6 separate regions of the Mus musculus genome follow, and all the other regions are linked to region 5. The links are chromatin contacts, called in public HiCAR-type, HiChIP or PLAC-seq and promoter capture Hi-C maps. All regions are on one chromosome and are shown on one strand. The core of a region is the stretch at or near the end of the contact, and the rest is flanking DNA. Distances in the headings are between cores, read along the strand shown. Region 1 overlaps Snx29 (sorting nexin 29). Region 2 overlaps Snx29 (sorting nexin 29). Region 3 holds the start of 2610020C07Rik (RIKEN cDNA 2610020C07 gene). Region 4 holds the start of Litaf (LPS-induced TN factor). Region 5 holds the start of Parn (poly(A)-specific ribonuclease (deadenylation nuclease)). Region 6 holds the start of Cebpd (CCAAT/enhancer binding protein (C/EBP), delta).

What was found. Promoter capture Hi-C pulls out the DNA fragments that hold promoters and counts their contacts. HiCAR-type assays count read pairs that join an accessible place to other places. HiChIP or PLAC-seq counts read pairs in DNA pulled down with a chosen protein or histone mark.
Region 1: a promoter capture Hi-C map of pre-B cells shows a contact between it and region 5, with 7 times the contacts expected there. The contact joins the enhancer-like site here to the promoter of Parn in region 5. A contact is called at or near these places in 5 of 39 promoter capture datasets (3T3-L1-derived adipocytes, hippocampal neurons, liver and 1 more) and 2 of 115 datasets of contacts at active chromatin or transcription factors (astrocytes and forebrain).
Region 2: a promoter capture Hi-C map of liver shows a contact between it and region 5, with 5 times the contacts expected there. The contact joins the enhancer-like site here to the promoter of Parn in region 5. A contact is called at or near these places in 4 of 39 promoter capture datasets (hippocampal neurons, liver and pre-B cells) and 1 of 115 datasets of contacts at active chromatin or transcription factors (astrocytes).
Region 3: a contact with region 5 is called in a HiCAR-type map of astrocytes, with 5 times the contacts expected there. The contact joins the promoter of 2610020C07Rik here to the promoter of Parn in region 5. A contact is called at or near these places in 6 of 39 promoter capture datasets (embryonic stem cells, hippocampal neurons, liver and 2 more), 3 of 115 datasets of contacts at active chromatin or transcription factors (astrocytes, cardiomyocytes and embryonic stem cells) and 1 of 9 other capture datasets (adipose tissue).
Region 4: a contact with region 5 is called in an H3K27ac HiChIP or PLAC-seq map of extraembryonic endoderm stem cells, with 10 times the contacts expected there. The contact joins the promoter of Litaf here to the promoter of Parn in region 5. A contact is called at or near these places in 1 of 39 promoter capture datasets (pre-B cells) and 2 of 115 datasets of contacts at active chromatin or transcription factors (extraembryonic endoderm stem cells and stem cell-derived neural progenitor cells).
Region 6: a promoter capture Hi-C map of pre-B cells shows a contact between it and region 5, with 7 times the contacts expected there. The contact joins the promoter of Cebpd here to the promoter of Parn in region 5. A contact is called at or near these places in 3 of 39 promoter capture datasets (liver and pre-B cells), 1 of 115 datasets of contacts at active chromatin or transcription factors (astrocytes) and 1 of 9 other capture datasets (liver).

The regions. Positions count from the first base shown.
Region 1 is chr16:11,419,373-11,422,157 of GRCm38.p6, reverse strand. It overlaps Snx29 (sorting nexin 29), which reads right to left. Exons shown (of 21, transcript NM_028964.4): 11 at 1,375-1,454. Among named protein-coding and RNA genes, the nearest start is that of Snx29, 98 kb to the right of the region's middle. Within about 2 kb of position 1,422, at least 53 of the 459 cell types and tissues checked have an H3K27ac peak or open chromatin away from gene starts, as enhancers often do. A contact at or near this core is called in pre-B cells, where this site is marked.
Region 2 is chr16:11,454,898-11,457,987 of GRCm38.p6, reverse strand. All of the region lies in intron 13 of Snx29 (sorting nexin 29), which reads right to left. Among named protein-coding and RNA genes, the nearest start is that of Gm32100, 130 kb to the left of the region's middle. Within about 2 kb of position 1,412, at least 253 of the 459 cell types and tissues checked have an H3K27ac peak or open chromatin away from gene starts, as enhancers often do. A contact at or near this core is called in hippocampal neurons, liver and pre-B cells, where this site is marked.
Region 3 is chr16:11,201,957-11,204,656 of GRCm38.p6, reverse strand. 2610020C07Rik (RIKEN cDNA 2610020C07 gene) reads right to left here and starts at 1,274. Exons shown (of 3, transcript NR_038156.1): 1 at 910-1,274. Rsl1d1 (ribosomal L1 domain containing 1) reads left to right here and starts at 1,365. Exons shown (of 9, transcript NM_025546.2): 1 at 1,365-1,506; 2 at 2,200-2,339. The coding sequence starts at 1,402.
Region 4 is chr16:10,991,819-10,994,862 of GRCm38.p6, reverse strand. It overlaps Litaf (LPS-induced TN factor), which reads left to right and starts at 1,742. Exons shown (of 4, transcript NM_019980.2): 1 at 1,742-1,817.
Region 5 is chr16:13,666,330-13,669,434 of GRCm38.p6, reverse strand. It overlaps Parn (poly(A)-specific ribonuclease (deadenylation nuclease)), which reads left to right and starts at 1,265. Exons shown (of 24, transcript NM_028761.3): 1 at 1,265-1,424; 2 at 1,824-1,901. The coding sequence starts at 1,406.
Region 6 is chr16:15,885,833-15,888,596 of GRCm38.p6, reverse strand. Cebpd (CCAAT/enhancer binding protein (C/EBP), delta) reads right to left here and starts at 1,311. Exons shown (of 1, transcript NM_007679.4): 1 at 1-1,311. The coding sequence starts at 1,272. The coding sequence ends at 466.

The sequences.
Region 1 (2,785 bases), core at 173-2,672, 2.2 Mb after region 5:
TTCCTGATAGGTCTCAAGCCAAAGATGACCAGAAACAACTAGGATTAATTTCTAAAAAAAAGAGATGAATGAAAATAAAACGGGCTGAGTCCCTGCTGCAGGCACAGCTCAGAGGTATCACAAGAATGTCCTCATGGGAAAGGAACTGACCAAGCTGGTGGCTTTGTCAGGGATGGAAATGGCTTGGGAGGCTCAGAGGCAAGATCCATGGCAGCCCCCAGAGAACCAATTCACCTGCTCCATACCCCACACTGGAGAGAGGCTGAGAAGGGCTCTGGGAACCATGCCTGGCCACTAGGAGAAGGTGACAGACAAGTCGTCCTCACATAGACCTAAGTATCTGTTCAGCCCTGCACAGCAACAGAACTCACACTAGCAGTTCCTGCTCTGCAGCCAGAGGACTGTGGGAAACCTCAGCTCATAGGGAACATGGCTCTGGAGAGTGTTCACGTAAACAGAAAGGTCCAGGCTTGGAGATCTAGGAGATCCGTGTGGAAGTTTCTATGTCACCTCAGATAACTAATGCATTTCCAAGCAGAAATGGCATCCTGGGGTGATGTTAAAGGGGCCTGGAACTTCTCTGGATAAAGTTACTCTCCATCTGACATCACCACTATGGGCTCAAGGTTTGTTGTACTTTGGTGTTTGAAGGAAATGTTAATTTTTACCCAAAGGCTGATGAGGAAAAAAGGCATAATTTTTACACTATCCAAGTGTTGATCTCTGAATGTGATATGGAAACAGAAAGCCTGCCCTCTGCCCCTCTCCTTCCTGCCATTAGGGGTAGGAACGAAATGGCCAGAGCTCAGAAAGCAAAGACAACAGCTAGTCAGGAAAAGGAAGAGCCCTGGCCTCTGATGACCATGGAGTCTCATGCTAGCCCACTCTGCCAACCCCAGTCAGGGCACCGGCCCCAATCCCAACTGACCTAGTCATTGAACATCTATCTTGTTAAACAATTGCTGGTGTGGGTGTGGGTGTGGGTGCGGGCCATCACACACACACTCTTCATTGCCGTGTCCCTAATACTTCCCTCTGAAGCTGGAAATGATTTGCACCACCTGTCATTAGAATATGTCATCAGCAAAACTGATTTGTCCAGAGTCACAAGGAAAGTCAGAAGACAGCCTTACTCTGGCTGCACACAGAAGGTAGCTTAGAAACCGCAAGGCACAGAAGGTTCCTTGCATCCTTTAGCAGATTCACCCCCATGCACCACAATCCGGCCATAGTCTGGAAGCTTACAGCGATACCACGATCAGGTGCACAGAAAGCAAACACTCACTAACTTCATGCTCACTTCAAAGCCCACACCTGCACAGGATAAGCACAGGTGCCCTGCTGGCACACATGCCAGCCTCTGAGAGTACTTACGGACTGTCATGGACTCAGGCACTGAGGCAGAAGGTAGCAAGCTGCTCAGAGGACTTCCTTGGCCTGGAGAACTGGCTTCCCTACTGGGAGGAAGTAGACAGAAGGAAGTTACACTCATCCCAAAATGCAACTTCAGTGTTCACAACACTCTCAGGCAAAACGTTTCCCCAGGAATCTACTGGAAAAACAATGAAGCTGCTCAGCAGATGTCTGAAATTTACTGGTAACTCCAAAACCAATCCAAACACCCTCTGGAAGCCGCTCACTCACGAGGGAAGAGTTAGTCACTCAGTGGGCATGTGTGCAGCTGGGTCAGACAGGAAACCACTGCCTTCCTCTTCCAACTCGTGTACACACGCGTGAACACACGTCCTTTCAGTAGTCTACTTTGTCACATTCTTATGGTTTGTATTGTCACTTTCCCTAGTTAGAATAGTCTCCAGGTCCATGTTCCCAGTACAAGGGCCCCACATATTATGTAAGCTTCATTCAGACAAGCATGAAATATCACTGTCCAATGTCAACAAGTCAACAGTGTTTGTTTCTGATGGTCTCTCATGGATCCTGGGCTGGAATTTTCTATGTGACTGTCTTAGTCAGGGTTTCTATTCCTGGACAAAATATCATGACCAAGAAGCAAGTTGGGGAGGAAAGGGTTTATTCAGCTTACACCTCCAAACCACTGTTCATAGCCAAGGAAGTCAGGGCTGGAACTCAAGCAGGTCAGGAAGCAGGAGCTGATGCAGAGGCCATGGAGGGATGTTCTTTACTGGCTTGCTTCCCCTGGCTTGCTCAGCCTGCTCTCTTATAGAGCCAAGACTACCAGCCCAGAGATGGTCCCACCCACAAGGGGCCTTTCCCCCTTGATCACTAATTGAGAAAATGCCTTACAGTTGGATCTCATGGAGGCATTTTCTCAACTGAAGCTCCTTTCTCTGTGATAATCCAGCTGTGTCAAGTCGACACAAAACTAGCCAGTACAGTGACCAAAGATGATTTTGAACTTCTGATCCTTCTGTCTTCGCTTCCCAAGTTTTATATGGTGCTGGGGATCAAACCCAGAGCTCTATGCATGCTATGCAAGCATTCTCCTACAGCTGAGCTACATCTCTTGTAGATTCTAAACAAGATGCCTTTAAATGAGGACACACAGAGAGGCAGGTTATGCATTATCAGTGAATATAGAAATGCCATAACAACAGGTTCCAGCATCCCCCTGTAAGCAGGCTGGTGCTCAGAGAGGCTCAGAGAGCATAATGCGGGCAGGTAACTGGACTGCATGCATATCTACAATCAATTTCTAATGTGAATAATAGCACTGGCTTGTCCATACGCAGCAGGAGACCCCAAGGCCAGGGCTTGCATTCCTTGATCACTGTTGCATTTGGAAAAGGCTCAAAAACACAAGAAG
Region 2 (3,090 bases), core at 163-2,662, 2.2 Mb after region 5:
CCTTGAGGTGTAGGAATAAATTACTTCCATGGTCCCAGCTCTGGCTAAGGATACCTGCAGGGGCCTCTGGGTGGCACTTATCAGCATTAACTCTTGCAAAAAAATCTATAAGAGTAAGACTGTTTCACCCTGGCTTTCCAAAGGAGAAGCATTAGGCACTAAGTGGCCATCTGCCATCCCACATCCACTGGGAACAGAGGCTCCTATGTAAATAAGTATTTCCTTAAATGGTGCCTGAGGCACCTCCCTCTACCCCAGCCTCAGACAGAGCTGACAATGGTAGCACACTCTTGTAATCCTAATATTTTCAAGGCTGAGGCAATGGGACTCTGAGTTCAAGGCCAGCCTAGGTTATACACTAAGTTCAAGAACATCAAGAACAACCTGGGCTATCTACCAAGCTTCTGCCAAAACAAAAACAAAAACCAAACAAACCCAAAGACTAAAGTAAACTGACGCAAAACTAATCCCACCCCTGCCCCACATCATGCCACACTTACACCTGAGCATGGCTGGCGCACAGAATCACTCAGCCAAATGTTTAACATCTGTGTCTATACACCCCATCCCACCCCACCCACCCCTCTTCAATTTAAACACATAGGCTCACGCAGCCATGCTCTGTTCATTTCTAACTGATAAAGCTTACCACAAAACAGCTGCTCTTTGAAGAGTTAACAAATGAACAAGGTAAACTACAGAGCCTGGAAGAACTCCGGCAGCACCAGACTACAGGTGAGCAGTTTCCACTGAGACAGATCTTTGCCTATCCTGATGCTTGGGCCTAACACACAAGTCCCGACTTATACATGGATTCCCCTGCTCTCAGCTGCAAGTTAGGGACCTGGGGCTGCTGCTGAGCATGGAGCAAAGGTGGGACTCTCAGCTCATCACACCAGACAAGTGACTCGTCCAGTAGCCTGAATGAGGGAGGCAGAGGGAAGGGTGACTGGACACAGTAGGTGCTCAGAAGATCACGTGGGGAATCAGGTCAAGAGGATGACTAAACATACATTCTGCAGTGTTTCTGCCAATGGTCCTGAGAAAAAGGACAAGGGAAAAGGCTGAGGCAGGGATTCTCTTGGTGGCAATGCTGCCCCCTTCAGGTGTGGGATAAGTAGGCATGCCTGGCGGCATAGTCAGGCCAAAATGTAGAGTAGGCTGAAGACACCATTCCTTCTGAGAGGCTGGGGCAGTACACAGTGCTGGCTCGGCCTCCTAGGGCCATCTGTAGGAGACTGGTGTAGAATCTGAACCTGGAGCCGCCTCTCACAGATGCTGACAGCCCTTCTCCTCTGGGGTCTGCTGCACTCTGCATTTTCATTCCGTATTTGCTATAAACAGCCACTCTGGTCCTCCCTCTCTATGTGCAAGCTGTGGACCAGGAAGTGCTTTATAAGCTGTGGGTTGGGCCTTATTCGCCAGATACTGAGGCCTAGTGAGGAAGTCTGAGTCTTTGCTCTAGTTTAGAGACCTGTCTTGCTCACTTCCGTACTGGAGTGACTCAGCACTTTCTGCTTAAGCCTGCCTTTGCCTAGCTACCACTGATGTAGAATAACTTTATTGGCTCTGTCAGTCACCCTATACCCTACGGCATCCTTCCCCGCCCTCTACATCATCTCACCTCACCAAAAATCCCCACCTCTTTCTTCAACCCTATATAAAGGAAAGACTGCTACAATAAAACAAGTTCCTGCTCTGACAGACTCCCGGCCTGGGTGTGTTTGTTTTGGGCTGCAACAGTCACCATCCCACTCAGCCCTGGAGAGACTAGGCTGGCCCTGCCAGCAGAGAGCTGGCATCTGTGGTTCACTCTGTCCCAGAACTATCCTAACCAATGTAGAACAGAGTCTGCTTCTATTATGAATGGCTTCTTGTTCATTTCTCTTTCACATAAACTATAAGCTAGCTTCCTAAATCACTTGTGTTATATGTATGTTATATTAGTTATGGACATTAGGAGTGTCACCAAGAATGTTTACAAAAAAGGAACAGCAAATCTGCTAGCATGAAGTCCAAAGACGGCAAAATAGATGACTAACAAGGTCACTAGAGGTCACAGTTTGTGAGACATAAACCACAGAAAGCAGCCAGAGGAGGTAGCATAGTGTACTCACTCCTGTCAGATTCCACTGAGGGCTGTCGGCCCAACGCCACTAATACATTAATTTGGAACATCTAAAGCACCTAAATGGGATGGGGAGGAATCACCATGGGAAGTCTACAGTCACTGCTGCCCATCTAGGGAAGTCCTCTCCAGCCCCACACTCACTCCTGCAGTTCAGAAAGGAAAGGATGCCACCTCCTGGATACAGGGAGCGTTGATCTGGGCCTGAGAGCAAGAGATGCCTGCTGCTGGGGAGACGAGGTGAAGTGGCTGGGCACAGCACAGCCATGGTCTGTTACAGATCCTCTAGTCACCATGAGAGAAGATCAAACCTGATAATGAAGCCAACTGCAAGAAAAAGGATAGAGAGATGTGGAGAAACAGGTCTCCTTCACAGCAGGAGTTCCCTAGCCACTCCACTGCCCTTCTTCAGAGGCCTCTAAGTGGGCTTCTGTCATCCATGAATGCTCTCACTAGCTAAAGCTAAAGTAGAAGGGATTTCCAGAAAGCTTCACTTCCCAAATGGTGAGCAAAATAGTCTTGGAACAGGTAACAAGCAAGTCCAAGAGCTCCCTAGAACTGAGCTATAACTAAGAAGAGCCCAGTGGGCATTCCTTGGAGATAACTTGGGTCAGGTCACACCACCACTAGCCCCACAACACTTCCCTCCCTCACCAGACCAACTTCACTGAGACCTATTTGAGCCAGGCATTACGTCAGCGGTAAGAAAAACCAGGTGAGCACAAGAGCATGCCCCTCCTGAGGAAGCCTCTGGCCTAAATTTGAGCCTTTGGTGGCAGTACGCTATTGTCACTGCTAGTAGTAACTGTTGTGCAATGCTGGTGCCTGAGCATGAGCACCACGGAGAGCCCTTACCTGGGTAGGTCAGGAGATGCTGGACACAACCTTCTGCTGATGAATGTTCTTAAAGTGACAAGAAACAGAAACCCAACTCCAGTTCATCTCAAGAGCAGTGGGGATTC
Region 3 (2,700 bases), core at 25-2,524, 2.5 Mb after region 5:
AGTGAGATCCAGGGCAGCCAGGGCTGTTACACAGAGAAACCCTGTCTCGAAAAACCAAAAACGTCTGGTTCTCAAACTTGAATACAGGCAAGAGAACACCTAAGACCACCAATGCTCTTTGGAGTGTGTTAGCCTGCATACCTCAAGCCCAGTGTAGCAAGTCACTGCAATATGTTAAAAGTCCATCTTATACTAGATTCTAAATAGCCAAGTAGAAGCAGGTGCCAAGGACTTGTATTCTACAAGTTAAATTAGGACAAGGTCCTCCCTCAACAGACACTAGCAGAGCATGGTCCCTTCACAGGAGCACTTTTGGAAGACATCTGACAATGGAGAGCATTTTATTCCCACACAGCTAGCTGAACCTGTCACTATCCTTAACATTCACATAAAAATTTCTAAATAAATTATGTAACTGTGCCGGTACAAGGTGGGGGCAGGGGACTCGCTCACTCTTGTAAATCTAGCATCTGAGACGTAGAGGAGGAGGCTCACTCGGGTAACCCTGGGTGATATAGGAAGAGTTTGACTTAAGTGGGGGCGTATTGGTGGATGCTTTTAATCCTAGCACTCTGAAACCTGAAGCAGGAGGATCTCAGTGAGTTCGAGGTCAGACCTGTCTATATAGAGTTCCAGAATAGCCAGAATTGCCATAATAGAGACCCTGTCTCAATAATAGAGACCCTGTCTCAATAATACTCTGTCTCAATAGAGGCTCTGTCTCGAACTAATCGAAAATAAAAACTGGTGGTACTATTGAGAGCTCCCTGAACTGACTGAGAACAACCTCGAATACGGGGTATTGGGCACGGTCACCACAGTGGGCATGCTTGGCAACTACTCATAGGACGTTCTGGCGTATTCTCTCCTACACTAAAGTTATCCCTTCACACTCACGCAAGGTCTTACCTGGGCCGAAGCTCCTGAGAGACCGACTCATTTTTTCGTTTCTCGCGCAGCATCCCGCGCCTAGCGTTGGCAGTTTCTCTTTATTTCCTGGGAATACCACCAATTTGGGGAAACCGACGCCTGAAGCCAGAAAGGAATGGAGGAGCCACGGCTTCCCGCTCTGCAGAAGACAGCACGGGATTGAAGAGAGGGCTTTAGTCTCTCCTTAGGGCGCTCGCTCGGTGTCCTCCGGAAGGAGCGACAGGGTTTTTCAGGCCTGCAGCCTTAGAAAGAGTCGGAGGCAAAGGAGATGCTGCCGCTAGAATAACTCTGGGCACAGTCTACGACCGCAACACCATCTACCCAAGAGGGCGGGCCCAACATCTAATTTCGCGCCTCGCCGGAAATGACGTGATACCCCTCCCCCTCGCAGTGTTACTGACTGCTTTCCGGTTCCGGGCCTCCGGGCTGCGCATGAGCTCTGACTTCTACAGGCCTTCCACACGAGGCGACATGAAGGGCTCTGCGTCCGAATCTCCCAGTGCCTCGGTCGCTGAGGCGACCACCACCGACGTGCAAGTGACCCCGACCGCTCTTTTACAGCTGGACAGAGAGCAGGCGAGTGGCTTTTGGGGACGACGATTCGGGAAGCAGGGTGGTTAGGACCCGCGTTCGGCGCAGGGTGTGGGGCGAGAGGCTGGAAATGAAGTGGGCCCGCGACCGCGTGGGCTCTCCGGAGCTCGAGGCTGGCCTCTGGGAACGCACCCAGCGGGCTCGCTCTTCTCACACTTCTGGCCTGTTTGCCTCCTGTGGAAAGCGGGCTTCTGCGCTCGGTTCTGCAGCATCACAGGTCATGTGTCCGTGCACAAAGTGTTGGTAGCAGGGCCAACGCGCCTTTCCTGACCGCTTCCTTTCTCATAGAGGGCAGGAGAAGCTTCCGAATAGTCCTCTTACGTAGAAAGGACAACCTGTAAACAGATTTTGGAAGCAAGTCCTTAGATGTTTTAGACGGGTTCTTACATTGCAATGGGTACAAATTGTAATATCCCGATACGCTGATGAAATTTGCCCAATAGAAAGAGGAGCGCCAGGCTTTGTGGCGCACGCCTTTAATCCCAGCACACGGGAGACAGGCGAATCTTTTGAATTCGACGCCAGCCTGGACTAAGTATTCCAGGTTGGCCAGAGCTATATAGGAAAACCCTCTCTTGAAACGCCCCCCGCCCCCCAAAGGAGCAAAGGAAGCAGATATGTCTGTGTGGGAGCAATTAACATAGATTGAGAAAATTAACTTATTCTCTGTCTCTGCAGATTAGAAAGGCAGTGGAAGTAATATCTAATCGCTCAAAGTCCAAAAAAAACAATAATGAATTGCTGTTGAGTGGGAGCGAAAATTTATTTTTAATGGTGATATTATGGAAAATTCCAGAGAAAGAACTTCGGGTCAAAGTGTAAGTAATTATTTATCTCTTGAGAGTTGTTTGGTTGGATTTTTTTGTTTTTTGGCTGTTTTTTTTTTTTAACATTTATTTATTTTATGTATGTGAGTATACTGTTGCTGTCTTCAAACACACCAGAAGAGGGCATCAGACCTCATTACAGATGGTTGTGAGCCACCATGTGGTTGCTAGGAATTGAACACAGGATCTCTGGAAGGGCAGTCAGTGCTCTTAACCGCTGAGCCATCTCTCCAGCCGCCCACCCCCTTTAATTTTTAAAACTCAGAGTGTGAGTGTAAGAATGTGGGCCACATGTGTCCAGTGCTTGCAGAAGCCAAAAGAGGATGTCAGACCACCTAGACTGCAGAGATAA
Region 4 (3,044 bases), core at 493-2,992, 2.7 Mb after region 5:
ACTTGGGTTTTTATTTTCTTCAGCTTTGGTGAACAGCAGGGCCCACAGCAGTCTTGTACAGACTTACACGTTGGAACACTTGTTTTCAGTTGTGTGTGCCACCTGGAATCAGAACAGCAGCTGCACCCTCTCACGTGTACCAGCAGTGCACCAGGGAGAGCATTTCTTCCCTTCCCTTCCAACGTTATTACACATAAGCACACATGCACAGATGCGTGTAGACAGGCCAGAGGCCAATGTCACATGACTTTTTCAATTGTTCTCTGTGTTTATTTTTTTAATTAAAAAAAATTTAAGGGAGAGCTTGAACCCAGTCTGTATCCCAACTACTCGTCCCATACCACACATTAAGCATTTGAGGTACCCATGTTTGGGGAAACCCTAGGAACAGCATGTGAGGAATACAATGGATAAGCCTCACCCAGGGAAAAGCAATTACATGACCATAATATGGTATTTCCTTTGCCAGGTGTGCTCCATTATACTTTTTGGTATAGAATCTCAATTGAACCAAGGCTCTCCAGTTCTGTAGTCTGGCTGCCAGCAAACAACAGGGATCTTCCTATCTCTCCCATCCCAGCACCGAAATTACAGAGGAGGATTTAGGAGGCAGGGCCTATCTGCTAAGGGTGGCCATTGAAGGTTAACTCTATTCCTTGTCTCTGATCACTCCCTCTTCTCCAGCCTGGTCTACTGTAATGTGAGTAGCATCGGCATAGCTTCAGCTGCCATAATCTCAACAGCTTTGCCAAATCTTTCCCACGGAGATGGACTGAAACCCTCTCACACTGTGACCCAAAATAAACCTTTTCTTCCTGCAGCCTTTTCTGTCTGCTACTGTGCTCACATTAAAGCAAGGGGATAAAATGTAAGCCATGCATGGTAACATACACTTTTAGCCTCAGCACTAAGGAGACAGAAGCAAGCAGATCTCTGTGAATTCAAGGCCGGGTGGGGCTACACAGTGAAACACTACTGTGAGCTTGTGTGCGCTCACGTGTGCGTGCACCCCCCCACCCCCCCCACACATGTACGTTGTAAGAATGTTTTTTTTTTTTTGTATGTGTGGGATGAGTTGAGACAGGGTCTCATTGTGTATCTGAGGTTGGCTTCAAACTTCCTATGTCTCTCAGATTAGCCACATTTTTTTTGAGAAACTGTTCAGCCGTAAAATGTGCTGGGCTTGTGGCACTATACTCATTTATGGGCCGCTGGGTATGAACCCTGTTTTCATGCATGCTAATGTTAGCCCTCTAACAGCTGAACTGCAGTCTGGCTAGTTTTTGTTTTTTTGAGACTGGTCTCACTATAAAGCCTTAGCTTGCCTGGAACTGTTTTAGATCAGGCCGATCTTGAATATACGCCTCTACCCTCAGTACTGTTCATCATATAATTTTATTCAAATTATAAACTTTCATCAGCTACATAACATACAAATGTTGTCTCCCATTCTGTAGGTTGTCTTTATGCCTTGACTTTGGTGGAGGTGTAGTTGTGGCTGTTAGAAACAAAGAATAATCTCTCCCCTCCCTCTCCCAGGCCTCGCGGCTCCAGAGTCCGCCTCCCGCCCGACCTTTTGGCCCCGCCTCCGCGCGCCCCGCCTCTCGCCAGCCCACTCAGGTCGTAGCTTCATCCCTACTCCTCCTGCCTCAAGGCTGTTACTCCTCCCCTCCTAGACCCCACCCCATCTGGCCCTTTCCAGCAAGCCACGCCCCGAAACATCTCCGCCCCCGGCTCGCCCTGCCTCCCCGGAGCCCTCCCGGCCCGCGCGCGCGGCCAGAGCAGACCTCCCGGCTCGACTGGCGGCGCGGGCAGCGGTGAGTGCGGCCCTGCTGGGTGCCCGGTGGGGAACACCAGATTCGGGGCGCTGGGCACGGGGCGGCAACAGAGGCGAGGGTCGGGCTTTGCCACCTGCCTAGAGTCCCGGGGCACCGCGCTCTCCTTGGGGGGCGAGCAGGGATGTCGTGGGACCCGGGGTGGCGCGCTCTGGGCGGGATTGAGGGCGAGGGGTCCCAGCAGTGCGGTTGTGTTTGGTTCTCAGTCTCGGACTACCCAGCTTCCGTCCGAACCTCACCAAATGATGCCCCTCGGGCTTATAGGAAAAGGCGCGACTTTCTCTAGTAACCTTTAGTATCTAAGTTGCGATTTGGAGAACGCCCCTGTGTGTACTCTGAAAGCAAAAGCGAATAGAGAAAAAGTAGAGTAACTTTCCAGATGCTCTTTAGCTGTTCCGGGCCCACGCGTCTTTTGCTCTTATCCCTGTGAGTTTCACACGGGTTCCCAGACCGGTGCGAGCGTATCGGAGAGCAGGGGAACTTCAGGATCGCGGAGTCTAGAGCCCAGGCGAAGGAGGACGTGACCCCCGCCTGTCCTGCCAGCCCAGTTCTTACTTCCCAGTGGTTTCCAGGTCCGTGTGGGTCTAGACGGTGCTTTTGATCGTCATTCGGTATCGTGCCCCCAGCTTTCCGTTGAGGTTTAAGAGGAAGAGGTGAGGAGAGCATGGGTGTGTTTTAGAAAGGGTCGTTTGGACATTCCCTACCTAATACTTTGTCGGGTTTGTGCTTCCGGAGAGTGAAGCTGATGTCATTCTCTGTTGGACTGAGCGGTAGTCATTGGGAAATAGTTTGTGGAAGTCACGGGGCTCTCTAAGCTCATCCCCTTTTTGCTGTTTTGAGACGGTCTTAGATAGTCCAGGCTAGCATCCCAACTCCATATGTAGCTGAGGCTGGTCCTGGACTTTTCTGCCTCCACAGTGTTGAAATTACAGGGTTGTGCCACTGAGCCGCTCCTCCAGCCTTTTCTGAATTAAACCGTCCTCCCCTGAGTGAGCTGAAGCTGGTTCAGGGACTCCTGGACTCCATATTGGAGTCCTTTGAAGGAAAATCATTTCTACCACTAGGTGCTTGCCTCCTCTTCTGCCCTCCGCTCCAGCCTTCTCAGATTGGCTCTTTTAAAGTAGAACTAATGCAGAGAGAAAGGAGCTGAGTGGTATCACTAATTCCTCCAGCGATTGGCTTTATCAGTTGGATCAGGATCCAGAGGGT
Region 5 (3,105 bases), core at 16-2,515:
GATTAAAGGTGTGTGTCTTCTTGCCTCAAGATCTGGATTAAGCATGTATGTCTTCCTACCTCAGAGGTCTGGACTAGAAGTGAATTCACTCACTGTAAATCAAGCAGGAAATCTCTCACAGGTGTGCCTTCCATTTCTGAATTGTAGCTTAGTACAGATATTGTCAAGTTGACACCCAAGAATAGCCATCACACGGGGTCTCATTTACTCTTTGGAGGATAAATATTGGAAAGATTACAGTTGTTAACAGCCAACTATCTAGCCCCTGTGAACACTTTATCTCTGGAATAAGCCAGCAGGGGCTGGCTAACAAAATCCTGAAACTCTTTGAGGTGAGCTGAATGTAGGGCTGGAGAGATGGCTCAGAGGTTAAGAGTACTTGCCACTTTTGTAGAGTGTTAGGTCACAAAGTAGGCTCCCAAAAATGGCTCTGCCTTTTCTGATTACCTAACACTCTCTGCTGCAGAATTTTGCTCTTTATCTCCATAGCAACTATCATGTTTCCAAGTAGCAAGTCTGATGTCTGCCTGGCTTTTTTTTTTTTTTCTTCTTATCCAAGTTTTACGCTGCAATGGGACAACCACCATGATTTGTCATCACAGTGTCTCTCTTCTACCAGAGTGGCATAGAACCGGAACTCAGTCAATATGGGGCATAGAGATGGTTCCGTGGGTAAGAGCACTTGCTGTGGAGTCATCCAGACTCATGGACAAATCCCCAGCACCCATGAAAAAAAAGCTAGGCACAGCCCTGCAATCTTGTAAACCCAGTGTTGGGAGTCAGAGACTGGCATTTTAGGCGCCACTCCGGCTGAAACAAGTTCAGTCAGTGAGAGAGACCCTGTCTCAAGGAAGGTGGAGAACAAGAACAGCCACGGGAGGTCCTTCTTTGCTTACTACTAGTGATCACCGACCGCCACACAAATGCGCACGTATACTTCTCCAACACTTTACCCCACAAATTAAGCAAGAATTATATATTTGTATATATAAAATTAATTTAAAAATTTTTAGACAGACTCTCATTATGTTCCCTAAGCTGGCCTCGAATTTGCAAATTCTCCTGCCTCATCCTTCTCAGACTGGAATTATAGACCCAGGGGAAACCAGTCCATATGTCTCTTGATCAACCAGGTTCAGGACAGGAAACTTCTCCAACATATGGGCCAGGCCTTGAGACTTTGATAGCAATGCCCCTTTTTCCTTTCTAGGCAGCCCGGAGGGCCCGGGCTCCGCCCCTAACGTGACACAGATCTGACGCAGGCGCAGCGGCGCGCGCTGTTTCCGGAAGTGTCCTGTGCTGTTTCGTGGCGGCCTCCGACATCCCCACGCTGCTTTTGCTGCGGAACTCTGCGCGTGGACCGGCGTCAGCCTGGGCGGGGCCAAGGTTCCGTCTGCGCCGCAGGATGGAGATAATCCGGAGCAGTGCGTGTCCGCCGCACAACCCCCATCCCTGTCCTCAAGCCCACCTAGCGTGCTAGGCCCAGACCTCTCGAGTTTAGCGGGGCCCGGGACAAGTCAGTCCCGCCGGGCAATACTTCCTCTGAAAAGCGGTGCTGCTGGTGGGACTTGTCGCTCTGCAAAGCGTGCACCTTTGGCATCCATGCCTTTCTTTTCCCTGCTCACCTGCTCAGGGCTAGCCCTTTTCAGTCGTGCATACTTTATCTAGTGACCCCTGGAGGAGGTGTCCCTTGTGGTCCTTGAACACTTATTCCGCTTCTCCGATGCCCCGGGAGCTCCTCCGGCCCTTTCTCCCATCTCCCTTTAGTTGGTGGGCAGGAAGGCAGGCCACCTGTTCTGAGCCTTTTCTTGGTTTCTCTGCAGATTTTAAGATTAATCTTCACAAAGTGTACCAGGCCATAGAGGAGGCTGACTTCTTCGCCATCGATGGGGAGTTTTCAGGTATCACTCCCTTGAAAGCTCTGGGCTTACACCTTGTATTGCAAAGGCTCCCTGCCTCCTTCCTCACTGGTCATGGCAAAAGCCTGGGAGAGATGTGGTTTTGTGGTTGGTCAGGGCGTGAGATTTTTGGATAGAGATTATGGTTCTGGTGCTGTTTAAACTAATTTAGGTGTATATGGTTAAAAAGCAGGGGGTTTAGGTTGAGGTCTTTTTCCTGTGACAAAATACACCTATCCAAGTTTATCATTTCGAAATGCACACACTACACACACACACAAATATGTATATGTATATGATGAGTGGAGGCCAGAGGTTGTTTTTGGGTAGCTTATGTTTAAAATAAGTTTTCAACGTGTTTCTCTTGTTGAATCTAGAGCTGGGTATTTTACTAAGATGGCTGGCCAGCAGGCCCCCCGAATCTGTCTCTCCTACAAGATCCATGCTGGGGTTACAGGTGCCAGGATGACAGCTGTGGGGTCCTGTTACTGTGTGCTGACATGCTCAGTTTTTATATGGTGAAGGTCCAAACTCAGGTCCTCGTGTTTGCATGGCAAGCACTTTACGCTTCAAGACATTTCCTAGCTCTATTGCATTTGTTCTTAAGTGGTTTTGGAATTTGGTAGCATTAACTACACTCATGTTGCTGTCCAGCTGGTATCCTCCAGTTCTGGATTTTTTTTTTTTTTTCTTTTTTGGTTTTTTGAGACAGGGTTTCTCTGTATAGCCCTGGCTGTCCTGGAACACACTCTGTAGACCAGGCTGGCCTCGAACTCAGAAATCCGCCTACCTCTGCCTCCCAAGTGCTGGGATCAAAGGCGTGCGCCACCACGCCCGGCTTTTTCTATCTTAAATAGATAACTACTCATGGAATTATTCTATTACTCCCTTTAGCCTCTACCAGCCATCATTTGTCTTTGATTGTGACCACTCTAGACACATCATGTAAGAGGAAACCTATAGTATTGTGAGACTGGCCAGGGCTGTACTTAGACGACAAATAAGGATATTACTTAATGCTTTAGTACAAGTCTTCCTTGGTTAGCTCAGTAGACCCACATGTGCTACGTATGCGTTTAAGTATGTGTACACACATGTGCATGAATAGATGCTGGAGTTCAACACTGAATGCTTTTCCTCAACCACACTCTATTTTTTGAGGCAGTGTCTCAACCTGCAATGCACCTGGTCGCCCAGTGTGCTTCAG
Region 6 (2,764 bases), core at 62-2,561, 2.2 Mb before region 5:
CGAGGAAACGCGTCCATCTCCTTACCCCGTGTGGGCAACGCACCTGGTCGGGTGGCTCCCAGGTGCTTGCTTTTCCCTGGTGAAGTCTCAGTATGTTGTGTGCGGGAGAGAATGAACATAGGAAGCTGCAGCGATTTAAATGCTTCTTTATTCTTACAAATACTGTAAAAATGAATATAAAAAGCATGCGCAGTCTCTTCCTCTTATCTACAAAAGTCTGTCGGAAATGTCTTTTCTACAAATGTACCTTAGCTGCAATGGTAATAAGACGTAGAAAATGCTACCATTATAAAAAATAATTTAAGGGGAAAGATTAATATAGCTTCTCTCGCAGTCCAGTGCCCAAGCTGCAGCTTCCTGTCGCTCGCAGGTCCCAAAGAAACTAGCGATTCGGGCGGCGTCTGCTCCCCGCTGTCGGGGTCTGAGGTATAGGTCGTTCAGAGTCTCAAAGGCCCACGCCGCGCGTTACCGGCAGTCGGCGCCGGTGGGCGGCAGGAAAGGCGGGCTGGGCAGTTTTTTGAAGAACTGCCGGAGGCCAGCCAGGTCCCGGGTGAGCTGCTCCACGCGCTGATGCAGCTTCTCGTTCTCGGCCGACAACTCCACCAGCTTCTGCTGCATCTCCTGGTTGCGGCGCTTGGCCTTGTCGCGGCTCTTGCGCACAGCGATGTTGTTGCGCTCGCGCCGCTGCCGGTACTCCGGGCTGCCGCGGTCCGGACCCCTCTTGCCCGCGCCCTTTTCTCGGACTGTGCCGGGCGCGAGGCTCGGCCCCGGGCTGCCTCGAGGAGGCTCCGGCGAAGTGGGTGGAGTGGGCTGAGCCGCGGCCGCCAAGCTCACCACTGTCTGCGCGCACACCGCCACTTGCGCCGGCAGCAGGGAGCCCGGCGCGTCGCCGTCGCCCCAGTCGGGTTCGCGCTTGAGCGGCCCCCTAGCGACAGACCCCACACCCGGGGGTCGCGTAGGGCCGCCCTGCAGCAGCTCCAGGCCGCCCGCGCCGGCCGCTTTGTGGTTGCTGTTGAAGAGGTCGGCGAAGAGTTCGTCGTGGCACAGCTCTAGGGTGGGCACGGCGGCCATGGAGTCAATGTAGGCGCTGAAGTCGATGGCGCTCTCGTCGTCGTACATGGCAGGAGTCGTGGAGCCCAGCTCCCCCAGATCCCCTGGCTCGGGCCCTCGGCCGGGCTTGTCCACCCTGCCTGGCTCGTAGAAGGCCGCGGGTTCTGTGGGCCAGGGTGTGCCGCGCACCGGGCTGTCCAGGCTGAAAAGCGCGGCGCTCATGGCGGCGTCGGCCGGACCTGGCGTCCAAGTTGGGCTGTCACCTCGCCGGGCCGGACCGCCGCCTTTTCTAGCCCCAGCTGACGCGCACGCCCCGCCCCGGCCCCAGTGGGTCGGAGACCGGAGCGGGGAGGGACTGGGGTGCTGCTGGGAACGACCCGCCCTCTGCCCGCACTCCTTGCCTTCCCTCCTTCCTGTTTGTGCGGTTTGGACCTACTTAGCCGTCCAAGCCTGGAGCGAAATGAAAATCTGGATTTGGCCCCGACACGCGCAAAGCAGGACGCCTTCAGACATAGCAAAGGCGGAACAGGGATCAAGGCTCCGCAGCTCGAGTCCTGGCACCTCCGCCACGAGACCAGAACTAGTGAACCGTGGTTCGCGGACCCGGGCCTCAGCCTCCGGCGGTCCAGAGTGAGCGCAGCCAGTGGGAGCCTCCTGAAATTCGAACCCTCTCCAGCTACACCTCTCGGAGTGCCCAGGCCCAGCTGCCGTCGAGGTTAGGTTCAGCAACAGAGCCTGATAGACGGACAGATCAACCGGGCTCCCCGCTGACCACAAAGCCAACGGAAGAGTGATGGCCACCCTAACCGCGGTGCGTTTCTCCGCACCTGACAGCGGATCTTGGGTGCTCTGGCATTTCTTCTTGGTTATTAAAGCTGTGCCACCTGGTGGTAGCATAGCATCTTGCTGTTTCTTTTTCTTGCAAATTGTACCCAAAAGGGATATTATTCTGAAATTGTGGCTTGCTGAGAGAAAGCTAAGATTTACATCAGTACTCACAAAGAGGTGTTAAGTTGCCAGCTCTTCAAAATTCGTGAAAAGATGAAGAGAAATTTCAACCCCAGCTACTCAAACCTGATAGGCTAGGTGGGTAGTTGAACCCCAGGAGTTCAAGTGCCTGATGGCCTGTCTCAAGCAAAAGTCAAGAAAATCATCTGTCCAAATTCAGATGTGTCCCTCATATCCCTCCCCTAATTCATTCCGATTCACCAGGTGTTCTGACAACAAACATCAGCTGATTTACACAGAGCAGCCTAGCTCCTACCTTCAGTTCCTGAGGAAAATCCTAATGAGGGGCTGTGGAATATTTAATGGCTTTTTTTGGAAAAAAAAGGTAAACACAGCCTTGGAATTTCATAATGATCAGTGATGTTTATAAATGGCATATGATGTTGCTATTGTAACTAATTGCCTCTGGGGTTAAAGCCAGCGCACATGTGATATGCATGCACAGGAAAACCCTAGGAGACGTTCGTGGTTCTTAGCCCTGGATGCCATAGAAGCATGATTAGAGAACACGTGTTTATCCCTCAGAGAGACCACATTCCGAGGCTGTTTTCAGTGAGACAACATGCTTGTTTTGATACCTGGGTCCACTCACTACGTTTATGAAAAGTTGTGTTTACAAGACAGCGGGGCCAATTAGAATGTCTCAGAAGGACAGGCTACCGTGGCCACTATTGGGCCGCACCTGAAAGCTCTGTGTATTCAGAAA